Regions from separate parts of the Gossypium hirsutum genome. Here region 2 is linked to region 1. The links are chromatin contacts, called in public Hi-C maps. All regions are on one chromosome and are shown on one strand. Each heading gives the region's core, a stretch centred on a gene start, on an enhancer-like site or on the middle of the called end of the contact. The rest is flanking DNA. Distances are from core to core; before and after follow the strand shown.

Region 1 (2,700 bases), core at 77-2,576:
CTATTATTGATGATGGGTTGATCAACAAGGTCTTTTTTTTTCATAATTCCCATTTTGTTATATAATTGATATCTTTTCTTATGTTTGTTTTGGCTTGATGATCGCTCCTCGTCTTGAGTTGGTTGTTACCCTTTCATCTTTGTAATAGTTAAGTTTTATTTATATTACTATTTGACAGGAGTAGTTCCAAATGGCGTTATTCAAAACAATCAAAAAAGGAGAATTTATTTGCTGATTGGGTATTTTTATCTAATGTTAATTAATAATGTCTCCATCCTTGAAAGAATAATTCTTGTTAGCATAGTATTGCTTGAGTTGCTGTCAATATATTTCTAATTTCACTGCAGATATTTGACTTGTTTGATACAAAGGCATAATGGAGTTATAGGTTTCGAAGAGTTTGCTCGTGCTCTCTCTGCCTTCCATCCAAATGCGCCCATTGACGATAAGAATGATTATATGTGTTAAATATTTTAGTTATATGTATACTTCGTCTCTCTATTTACCTCTCTTGTTGTAAGTCATAATCATGTTAACATAGTAGTAGGATGTAAATGACTGGTATGGAAATGGAATTTTGTACTTTTGTGCATAGACGATGTGTCTAAACTATGTATTCTTGTGTATACATGTTCTTGTGTAATCTATTTTCTTAGACAAGGGAATTTCTTTTTGTAATAGATTTTTTTCTCTTTGAATCCTTTTCTTTGGCACTGGTTCTTAATGTTTAATTTGATGTATTTATTTATAAATAAATCATTGTGTAAAATATAAATTTAATAGATATAAAATAAACTCAATTAAACGGTGAGAAGACAATAAATTCTAATGTATGTTTGTTTCATTTAAAACAGTTTTTATAAAATATTTTCAAAAACTTTGCCAAACAATAGAAAATATTTTACATAGATTCATCTAAACACCAGAAAATATTAGCTTTTCCAGAAAAGTAAGTTATTTTCCAGAAATTATTTTCCGGAAACAATTTTCAGTCAAACAAACGGACCCGTAATTTAATTTTAATAAAAAAATATTTTTATAATTTTCATTTATAATTTAGCATAAATGTAATTTATATTTATATTCTATTATTTGATTTAAATATAAAGGTAAAGTATACCGGTAATCACTCAACTTTGATTAAAATAACAAAACAGTCACTAACCTTTGAAAAATTACAACTCAGCCATTAAACTTTAGAAAAATAACCAACCAGTCACTAACATTATCAAAAAGTGACAAATCAATCCCCCACTAACATTTTCGGTTACAGGCCTAACAGAATAGTTGACATGGCCAATTACCAAGCCACGTTGGACATGTTCATATCGACTGGCCTTAACCAAAAAAAGAAGAACAGCTTGCACTCCAGTTCCTTGAAGAACAGCGCACCCTGTAGAAGCACCGCCTCAAAGACCTCCGCCGTTCTAACACCACCCCCAACAATACCTCTAATTACTATTCTGCTTATAAGCCCTCCTCCAACTCCTACGATAGTTGCAACCGTGAACGATAGTTGGAGAGGGATCGCGAATCCGATTGAAGGAAGCGTGAACATGAGAGGGAGGAGGAAGCCAAAGCTCGAGAGTGGGCACAGTTGGATAAGCTAGCTGAGAGGGAAAGGGAAAAAGAATTGGATAAGCTAGCTGCAATTAAAGAGCAGTACCTCAGATCCAAAAAGCCTAAAATGAGGGTTATTAAACCTAGCGAGAAATTTAGGTTTTCTTTCGATTGGGAGAGCACCTAAGATACTTCTAGAGACATGAATTCTTTGTACCAAAACCCTCACGAGGCACAACTTTTGTTTGGTCAATGATTTAGGGTTGGAATAGATCGTAGGGACAAGAAAAAGCTGGCTACCAAAAATGAAAAGGAGATGAGAGAAGAGGATAGGAAAAAAGAAGGGGGTTGAAGCTGGAAGAAGCAGCAGCGGCGCAGAGAGCTAAACTCTCCATTATTTGGATGTCGAGAAAATCAATAGAGAAAATGAAAGAGAAAACTCAAATCAATAGTGGGTATCACCATTTATTCTTTTTTGCTTCTTCTTCCAGCAGCTAAGGTTCTTAAATTGGGTTCCACCATTGCTAGTTAACGTCCAATATGGCTAGTTAACAGGTCACCTCAGCTTTTCATTACGTCTGTAATGTAAAATGTCTGTTAGTGACCGATTTGTCATCTTCGTAAAGTTTAGTGACTGAGTTGTAACATTTCAAAGTTTAGTGTCTGTTTTGTTATTTTAATCAAAATTAAGTAATTGTCGGCGTACTTTACCCTAAATATAATTTGTAAAATATTTTGATATTAAATCATACACATTTTAATTTAATGTCCTTAATTGTAATTTTTTTTTCCTATCTCGCCGCATACGATGTATTTGAATCCAAACACATTTCTCATCGATAGTTTTAATCTCACCACCACCATTATTTTTAATTTCATCGGAGCTAATAGGATCCATTTAATCTCAATTCTGTGCGTTTGGAATACTTTTTGGCCGAATTGCCCCATACCAATCTATCTGGATTGTAAAGATTAGCACGATTGGAGCATCACTCAACGCACTGGACTCGAGTTTCTCCATCGGAGCTTTATGCCCCGGTCAAATGTTTCAACATCCATTGATGGTCATTTTTCTTTTTACACCTTTACTTTTATCTTTGTGTTCTTTTTACTTTTTTTTGTCTTTTTCTTTCATTTTAC
Region 2 (2,700 bases), core at 118-2,617, 790 kb after region 1:
CCAATAATGTGAAGCAACTCCTCATGACTAGTCTCTATTATGTTAGTGTTAATTAAATTTTAAGTGCAACGAACTTTTGACGTTTGATAGTTAATGCAGATCCTTCACCAATCCCTAATTAAAATGAATATAAAGTTTCCAAAGGAATGAAAAAAAACCTGTTTTCTAACAGGGCAACCAGCGGCCATGGTACATCGATAATATGCTCTGGGACATGGATTTCCTTTGGCCATTTTCTGCCCATACTTTCTCCATTGGCATCCATCGGTAATCTTTGAGAAAAAGAGATTCCAAATCAATTTAACTTATAAAATAAATCATATAATTCGATACAATTCAATTCGATAGAATTAGAAAATACCATGGGAGTCTCTGATCTAGCTCGAACAGAAACCCGTGCCTTCCTCATGGTAGCCTCAGTTTGATCAACAGTTTTCGAAGAATTAAACCTTGGAACCTTATTACCATCGGGGCTATCTTCTCTTCCGATTCCCCGGCCTTCTTCGCTACTCCCACGCTTCCTCGATCTGAATTCCTTGGATGCTACCTCCACGTTAGGCGATCCGGACAGATCGTGACTCCTCCCTTCCGTCGAAGACAGCGATGGTTCATCCGTATCGACTTCCGCAGCAGCAGCAGCAGCTATACCGAGATCCATAAATTGTCTCGGCACAATTAGTCCTCCATTAGATTTCTTTTGTTCATCGTTTTTTTCAGGTTTTCCATCTTGTTGTTGTTGCATAAGGGTGACCAGATGTTTTTGCACGGTGTTGTAGTTGCTTGTAACTTGGCTCAACATCTCCCTTAGCTGTTGATTCTCGGTGTTCATCCGTTCAAGCTCAACTTGTAAAACCGCTAGCTAAAAAAAACAAATCAATGGCACGTAAAAAAAAATTATAACATGATCTTAAATCGATCGAAATTTCCAATTCTTCGGTTTTTAATCAAAAGGGTCACCTCATTTTTAGCTCTTTTATCTTCCATGTTTGAAGAGATACCATCATCCACTGAGGATTGATCGCTACTGGTATTCGTCGTTAACAAATTCAAACCAGTCTGAAATTCAACAATAAAATATACATTTATATATGAATTCTAATTCAAAGATTCAAAACTGAAAGTGGGTTCGCGACTTACGTTAACGTTAAGCTCGAGTGCAGTTCGATCGATGGAGTCATTGATGTCGGTGGCATTGGCATGATCGGAATCATCAACGTGATCATCGACGAGTTTATGATTCTTTTCGGAGAAAAAATCCATTTCGCCGATGACCCTCCGGGGGATTTCATCGTTGGTACAGTTGGGATTAACAGGGAACTGAATGGTGGGTGGTGGAGGAGACCTGCTTGGTGTGGAAGCATCATCCATGGCGGGCAGAGACACAGTCGTGGGAATCGAAGCTCTGGTGGTGCAGTACTTGGGATTGTCGTTGTTGTTGTTGAAGAGGAAGTGTGTAGGGGGGAAGGAATTAAGAACAGTTAAATATTGGGATCTGAATCAATGGAGAGTCCACTGGGTTTGGCCATAAATCAAGAGAGAAAGAGAAAAGTCTTTGAAAGGGGCAACGGACCAGGCAATAAAATGGGAGTTGAAACTTTAGAAGAAGACCAAACTGTAGTAAATATAGTTAGCTACCAATTTTCATTTAAGTGTGTTTCTTTTTTCTTTTCAATATTTCTTCTTTCTTTTTTCTTTTATTAGATTTATTGTCAAAATAAATATATATATATATTACATTATATAAAGAGTCAAACATAATATATATTCAACAAATATGAAAATCAACTTTAAAATTTTATTTTAAAAAAATAATTACATAAAACAATAAGAGGCAAGATGGAGATAAAAAAATAGAAATTGTTGGGATTAAGACTAAAATTAAATTATTGAATGCTTAAAATAGTTAAAAATAAATTACATCATTTTATCTATAATTAATATTATTATAAGGTGATATACTATTGAAAAGAATGATATGAAATAGTGGCGTTATATTATCTGTATCTCTTTTTTTAATAATTTAATGCTATATTGGGATTTTCATCTTAAAAAAGTTAAATTTAAATAAAAATTTTGAAATTATGATGAAATTACTAACGTGATATTAAACTATTAAAAAGAAATAATATTATTGTTATATATCTATATTCATAAACTTAATAATTTAAATAATTTTTTTATAATTAAAGTTGAAGAATAAAATTACTTGAAATCTAATTGAAATTACTATGTTTATGGATTTACTACTAAAGCATTGTTCCTATAACCAAAGCTAACGCTTTTTTCCTTCAGGCTTTGGCTTTTCTAGTATGAAATGTCCCTTACATAATTACCACTATTTCGTTTTCAAAGATTTTAAAACAGTTTGAAATTTTTAAAAGAAAATTAATATAAATAAATAAAATATTACTCAAAACTAGCATCTTCTTTGAAAAAATTTCCAACCCCAATAATATAGCATTAAATTTGGAATAGAATTCTTTCAAGTTCATAAGTTCATGTCTGGAGTCTGAAATTATTATGATAATAGTTATAATTTTTTTTATTAAATTTGGAATATTCTTAAATGCTAAATATTAATATAATAATATTTTTAGTATTTTTAACATTTCCTTTAAATGAAAAGGACATAAATAAAATTTAATTGACCAAGTTTTTCGTTTTCCATTCAAAGCTTTTGGCTTTTCTTTTTACCTATAT

The links. A called contact is a pair of places that touch in the nucleus more often than the background predicts.
Region 2: a contact with region 1 is called in a Hi-C map of leaf, with 2.0 times the contacts expected there. The contact joins the promoter of LOC107955640 here to the enhancer-like site in region 1. A contact is called at or near these places in 2 of 34 Hi-C or Micro-C datasets (both in leaf).

What each region holds. Positions count from the first base shown.
Region 1 is chrA07:85,902,020-85,904,719 of Gossypium_hirsutum_v2.1, forward strand. No RefSeq gene overlaps it. Among protein-coding and RNA genes, the nearest start is that of LOC107955684, 8.1 kb to the left of the region's middle. Within about 2 kb of position 1,327, at least 7 of the 9 cell types and tissues checked have an H3K27ac peak or open chromatin away from gene starts, as enhancers often do. A contact at or near this core is called in leaf, where this site is marked.
Region 2 is chrA07:86,690,369-86,693,068 of Gossypium_hirsutum_v2.1, forward strand. LOC107955640 (probable WRKY transcription factor 31) reads right to left here and starts at 1,368. Exons shown (of 5, transcript NM_001327643.1): 1 at 1,138-1,368; 2 at 958-1,056; 3 at 362-859; 4 at 159-272. The coding sequence starts at 1,368.